Regions from separate parts of the Ovis aries genome. Here region 1 is linked to region 2. Evidence: chromatin contacts called from public Hi-C data. All regions are on one chromosome and are shown on one strand. Each heading gives the region's core, a stretch centred on a gene start, on an enhancer-like site or on the middle of the called end of the contact. The rest is flanking DNA. Distances are from core to core; before and after follow the strand shown. Region 1 holds the start of SPRED1 (sprouty related EVH1 domain containing 1). Region 2 has its middle 82 kb from the start of TRNAC-GCA.

Evidence for each region. A called contact is a pair of places that touch in the nucleus more often than the background predicts.
Region 1: a contact with region 2 is called in a Hi-C map of hypothalamus, with 6 times the contacts expected there. The contact joins the promoter of SPRED1 here to the enhancer-like site in region 2. A contact is called at or near these places in 3 of 16 Hi-C or Micro-C datasets (hypothalamus, muscle and tail adipose tissue).

The regions. Positions count from the first base shown.
Region 1 is chr7:32,048,265-32,051,494 of ARS-UI_Ramb_v3.0, forward strand. It overlaps SPRED1 (sprouty related EVH1 domain containing 1), which reads left to right and starts at 1,676. Exons shown (of 7, transcript XM_027971661.3): 1 at 1,676-2,890. The coding sequence starts at 2,859.
Region 2 is chr7:31,865,023-31,868,463 of ARS-UI_Ramb_v3.0, forward strand. No RefSeq gene overlaps it. Among named protein-coding and RNA genes, the nearest start is that of TRNAC-GCA, 82 kb to the left of the region's middle. Within about 2 kb of position 1,554, at least 42 of the 54 cell types and tissues checked have an H3K27ac peak or open chromatin away from gene starts, as enhancers often do. A contact at or near this core is called in hypothalamus and tail adipose tissue, where this site is marked.

The DNA of each region.
Region 1 (3,230 bases), core at 426-2,925, 180 kb after region 2:
AATCGGAGCTGCCAAAGTGGTGAGCAGTGGCACTGGAAGGAGAGCAGGGTAGTACCAATACCCGCAGTTACAAGTTCCTTGCAGAAACAAGACCAAAAACGCAGGTTCAGAGGTAACAGAGATAACCTCTGACTATGGAGGATCCCCTTATCTCTTCCTGTAATCAACACAGCCCGTTCCTTGCTCTGAGAAAGAAGCAAGAGTTACATAAAGAAACCTTAGAAATCAATAGGGTAGTTTTCTGGGCAGACTGACTCTACTCCTTTATTCCCCCAAACGTTTATTAAACACCTACTATGTCCAAACAGGCTTCCCTGGTGGCTCAGCAGTAAAGAGCCCGCCTGCCACGACAGGAGATTGGGATTCCATCCCTGAGTCAGAAGTTCCTCTGGAGAAGGAAATGGCAACCCACTTCAGTATTCTTTTTGCCTGGGAAATCCCATGGACAGAGGAGTCTGGTGGATTACAGCCCATGGGGTCGCAAAGAGTCGGACACGACTTTGTCACTAAAATAACAACGTCCAAAACACTGTTAGTAGGCTGGTGTGGGGCTCCTGAGAACAGCGACCGTGACACTTTCTGGAGAAAGCAAGAGGAGTGCTGGTTTGTTGAGTTCTCCCACTTTCTTCTTCCTCAGGAACTGTCCTACCCTTCAAGGTGGCAGGAGCAACGACCTTCATTCTCAGGTTGCATAAACCTAAGAATGACAGACGAGCACTGCATACAGAGCTGGACTGATATCTAGGGAGATGCGTCACACACCTGGGACTCAGTCCCCCAGGCCAGATCATGTACAGGCTGGCTTTCTAGGTAGAGGAGGGATAATAGAATTTGCAGACAGGAACTCTGAGTCCTCCGGTCCCGCAGACGTCGACTCCAGCCCGCAACCCCAGCAGGTTTCTGTGCAAAAACCGTTTGAGCTGAATGCACACACTGCCCTCTAACAATGCAAACGTGACAGCTGCCTATTAAATAATCGTTCCGCCTCCGTTTAGAGCAGTTCGTGCGTGCCACAGAGGCATCTTCTGCGCTATAGTTATGCAACCTCACTCGCAGCGGGAGTTATTTCCTGTGCTTCTGGCTGCGCCAGATTCTTGTAACACGCCTACCCAGGGCTTCAATGGGAGTCGTTCTCCATTAACAACCAGTCTAGCTTTCAGAGATGAATGCCCCGCGCAGCATACCCCTTGCGCAGTAAGAATCCAAGATACTAAAACTCTCTTCTCGCTCTTTCTCTCTCATACACACACACTCTGGGCATGCAGCTAGGAGACTGCAGCAGTGCAACCAGAGGGACAGCAGGCGGAGCTCTCTTTGTACAGTCCCTCTCTCCAACCCCCACCAACTAAAGATGAACTCATGCCAGTTCCATTCTTTGCAAGGAAAACACACACACACACACACACAAACACATAGCAGAACAGAGAGGCCTCCAGTTTCCTCCGGGAGCACACTGTCACTCTAGCTTTTCTGTTCAAACAACCAGCATATTCCAAAGCAAGTAACGGGGAGCAGCACGCCGCAACAATGCAACCTCCCGAGCGGCTCCCCGTGCAGCTCCCACCCCCGCCCCCTTTCGCGGCGTGCCAAGAGTTTGGAGCGCGCGCACGCACACGAGCACGGTGCCTGCGTATCCCTCCGCCTCCCTCCTCCTCTCCCAGCTCGGTGGCTCGACAACGATTTGGGAAATGAAGGGAGGAGGAACTACTTTCCTGAAACTTGCTATGCTGCACACGACTTCGAGTTGCAGTGATTCGTCCGGAGGTCGCAGCTTTTAGTCCTCCTACCTACACGCCCTCTCAGTCCGGGCACCCCGCGCGGCAACCCCGCCCCGTACCCGCTCTGGCCCTCAGGGAAGCCGGCGGCCTGCAGAAATCGCCAGGGACTACTTCGCCTCCTTCTCCCGCGGGCGCCCCTGGTTCGGGCAGCGGCGGCGGCGGAAGGAGCGGGCGGCGTGAGCGCTTCCGCCGCCCCCCTCGCGGCTCCCCTCTGGCGAGCGTGAGGAGCTGGCCCGCGGAGCTGCTGGTGGGCACCGTCTGGTGGGGCACCCGCGGCCGGTCTCCTCGCTCTCCCGCCTCTTCTCGGGACCCTGCCCCTCGGGCGTGCCGCTCTTCTCCGACCCGGGTGAGGACGATACGTTCGCCCGCCCCTGCCTCACACGCGCCCCGCCGCCCCCTCCTCCCCCTTCTGGAGTCGTCCCGGCCGGAGCGTGTCTGGAGGAATCCGCCGCCGTGAGGCCCCTCGCCCGCTTCTGCTCGTCCGGAAGGACCGGCCCGATCGCCGCCCGGGGCTGAGCGGGCAGCCGGCGGCGAGGCGGGAGATGGTGGGGTGGGCTCCGGCAGGACCGCGTCGCCGCCGCCCGGAGCCTGGCCTCGGCACCCCCCCGCCGGCCCCCACCAAGCGGATCCTTGCTTCCTTCTCGCCGCATCCCTGAGGGAAGCGCCGCCTCTGCTCCTGGGTTCTCAGCCCGCCTGCCTGCTCCTTCCTGGCCGGACCCCGCCGCGCTCCACCCGTGGCCCGAGGAGACGGTCTCCAGTCCACCTTCGCAGCCCCCCCTTCCTTTTTTGCTTGGCTCCCACCCTCCCCGGCCTCCTCGGATCCTTTGGCTGGACGCTGAGGCGGGGGAAGAGGCTGGGGTCGCCACGGTGGAGGTTGTCGCCGCCACCCCCCTGCGGGGGTGGCCGGGGTTCCCGGCTGGGGGGGCACCATTCCGGGTGAGGCATCCACCATGGTGAGGCCCCTGAGCCGCTGCCCCCGCGCCCCCCCGGCCGCCGCTGCCTCCTGCCCCTCAGTGCTGCTGCTGCTCCTCTGCCTGCTGTTGCTCCTCCATCTCCAGATCGGATCGCGGTGAGGGAAAGATGAGCGAGGAGACGGCGACTTCTGACAACGAGTAAGCACCTCACTGATTTTGATTACTAACTACCCCCCCCCCCCCCGCCCCATTTTTCCTCGTCACCCTCCCAGACCTCCTCGGGGACTTGGGTCCTTGCAACCGTGGAGAGTTTGAGTGCATCTTGTTCTGGAGAAAACATTTGATTTCTTTAGCCATTTTATTTAATGGCAGGAACCCCGGACCCCCACCGCCAGCATTTAGTTGCTTTCTTCTGGAGAAGGTATTGAATTTGGCCTGGGATGGCAATTGTTTGTCCATGAGATGGAATAATATGGATGGATGGAGGAGGGGTAGCAATTATCCCACCCAGTGCCTGGAAGACCTCTGGCCTGTCCTT
Region 2 (3,441 bases), core at 304-2,803:
GAGCTATATTTAGATCAATATATAAGAAACATGATACTCATCATACATAGCCACTGTGTCTTACTGTCCCACATCCATGGGATGTTCAAAGAATGAATGAAGAATCAGCTATGCACACTCCTTGCAAATATAAAATGTGATTCAAGCTTGCCAGTACTAACCATCCACTCAGGGAAAAAGAATGCCTCCTCCACCTCAGTGCCCTGCTCTGCTTCGGTCACTTCAGGAAACATTTGCAGCATGTCTGTGCTCTCAAAATGTTTTCCTGCTCCTTCTTTCAAACTTCTACCTAGCCAAGGGTCCCCAATACCCACCAAACTTCTATTTCTTATTTACATAGTAAGTGACAGAAAATGGCATCAAGTTAGTATTAATTCTTTGTATTCCACGTATGTGTTGCCCACTCATGATGGTCAGGCAATGCTCTGGGGACAGGGGAGGCCAGAATAAAAGACAGGGTCCTGTCCTCAAGAAGGTATATTCTTAGTGGAAACTGACAGACTATTAGCCCCAGTTATAATTGGTGCAAAGTCAACAAAAAACTGTGATCCTTTTACATTGACGTTTACTGCAGATTCAGGCCCATACATCTTACACAAGTGCTCACCTCCAATTTAGAAAGAATCCTGCTAGCACCCAGAGCTTTATGGTAGCAGTTATCTGGCCTTTTGTTATTCATTTTAACAGATGAAAAATATTAAACTCAGGCTACCTGGGTCTTCCCAGGGCCACACAGTTGTCTCAATGGAGGAAACAGGGAAATCTTAGAGAATAATCCTAGCACTAAAATAGCAGTCGCATCCAAGAACGTCAACGTTTTCAGGTTACGTCGTTTTACATCTACATTTTATATTTTACTGTGACCAATTCTGGACCTGCGACATAGCCCACTACACCTCTGAGAAAATGGAAAACCGGGAGCAATGACCTCAAAAACAACTTCCTCCTTCAAACGCAATTTCTTGTCCGCCTAAACCTTTACAGCAGGGCAGGTGGTGTGAGTTTTACCAAAGAGTCTTTCAAAGCAGGAACGCTGGCCTGCAGGTCAGCCTGGATGTTGTTCAAACTGGGTTCCACCCACGGTGAAAACCAATCTGTTTATGGGTGCTTCTTTACGATGTTACAGAATGTCTGCGAGAGACGGGGCTCCAGTTCCCGCCTGCTCTCTAAGTCGCCCGCCCCACAAAGGTGCACACACTAACACGCTCGAGACAGAAAAAAAGCTGGATGGGCCTTCCCTCCTCCCCGGCCTGCAATGAAATGCGCTTTAATTGCATCAAAGGGCTCTTCTCAATGGGGTTTCAGAGCCGCGAGAGCAGCGTTCCCGGCGAGGGCTCCTTTCCGGCTTGCCAGCATTCCTCTGCTCGGCGAAGGGAAGGGGACGGGGCTCCTTCGGGAGGCCCGCAGGCTTATTTCCATTCCGCTCGCATACAGCCTCCGTTGTGCGATCTGGGCCTGCCGAGGGCAGCTTTGGCTGCCCGCGAACAAAGCCCCATTCATCGCCAGGGCCGGCTTCCTCCCGGCCGCGCGGCCGCAGATGGGCTGCGCCGGCACGCCATCCAGAGACCCGGGCGCGCGGCCCGCTTGGGCGCGCACAGGCCCGGATTCAGGAGGCCGGCTCTCGCCAGGGCCACCGCGGCTTCTATTTGGGCAGACTCTGCAGTGAGGATCTGCCGATCCCCGGTTCCACTTCAGGGCGCGGGATCAGCGGACACCGAGTCTTTTCAGCGTGGAAATTCTCAGTTTGCTCACGGCTCGTTCAGAACCGAGCTGTCAGTTTCCACGGCCCTCCCCGCCCCCACTCCCCCCGCCCCCGGCTCCGCCACCCCTGCCCCTCGGGATGGTACGGCCCAAAGTTCCCCGAGTTGTGAGAGGACTTTGTTTCTCGTCCGCGGCCTCTGAAATCCCGACGAAAGGGTCACTTCCTGACTTTTGTGTCTCTTCAGTCCAGCGCCCGGAACGTTCTTACCCTCTTGTTGTGACTGGAAGTACATCATTGCAGGCCTTCTCCGTTAACTTTTTTTCAGAACTTAAACATTCCTCTAGGCTGAAGTTTGGAACTATGGCTTCACAACAAAGACCACTGTTTCTCCTCCCCCGTCTCACCCCTGGCAAAAAGGAAAACAGAAAAGAAAACGCACTTGTTCACTACCCCTGTTTACAGCTGTGAAGCACATTTCCTCTGTCCCACACGTTAGACCAGCAACAGGTTAATGCCACGGAGAGCTCTAACGTCAAATAAAAGGGTTTCAAGCCTCTTTTCCCTTAATTCCCAGGCAGTTGGAGGGTGTGGAGTGGGAGGTGGGTGGGGGAGCTGGGGCTTGATTCCTAGTCCACAATCTAAAGCACAAACAGGCTCCAGAGCCACATTCCTATGGAGTAGATGAAACGATGGCAGAATCAAAGACCACCAGATATAGGAAGACTTATCAACTCTAATCCATTCATTTCACAGATAAGAGGCAGATAAGATCTGGGAGGGGAAATGAAGTGCCCACACTCAAAAGGAAGCTGGTTCATCTTAGTAAAAATTGCCCTCAATCAAACTTGCAAAATAACCCTAAAAATAATTTTCAACAAGAAAATTTCCAAGAAAAATTATTGTTCAAAAAGACATATTTGATGTCTTTTTTTCCCTGTGTATCAGAAAAGGCCTCCCTTGTGTTGGTGGAGGAAAGGTGAGAACCTGGGATTGAAATGAGGTTTAGAAGGGAATCTTCAAGTGTTTTCAGAAAGAATGCTCCCTGTGTTTTTTTTTTGCTCCCTGCATTTTGAATACTGCTGACCTCCCTCCTTAAAGTAAAATATTGCATCCTTGATGTGGTTTAAAAAACACAACAAAATAAAAACTCACCACTTTAAGACTTTTCCTCTTGCTGGAAAAAAACCTTCAGCATGTTCAAATGGTGATAGGGTTACTTTGCAGTGGTTGGTTGTGAAGGTACAAAGGAATCAGAATATGTGAGAGAGAGAGTGTGTGTGGGTGTACGCTTGTGGTGTTCCAGGCACCGTTCTAAGCACTTGACATTACCTCATTTGATCCTCACAGTAACCTCTGAGGTTTGCTATTAACCTTATTTGAATTTTACAGAAAAAGAAATCAAGGCTGAGAGAGTAACTTTAACAAGATCTCAAGGATGTTAAGTGTCCAAGCAGGGCAGTCTGTTGCCTGAACCTGATCTCTTGCACGCCAGGCTTTACTTAAACTTTATGCACAAACATGCAAGAATACACCCTGGGTACAGAGATCTGGAGTTGGGAGCCTCAGAAACTCTAGCCAGATGTAGGTCTTTGTGTTTCTGAAAGAGGTCACGCTATAGGCCTGAAGACTATGGGAGGAAGAAGCTGCTTCATCCAGTCCCACCTGGAAAGAAACCATTCGAGGATTTCCTAATGTAACACTGAAACTACCCTTTCAGGATACAAAATAGTGGAAGTTAA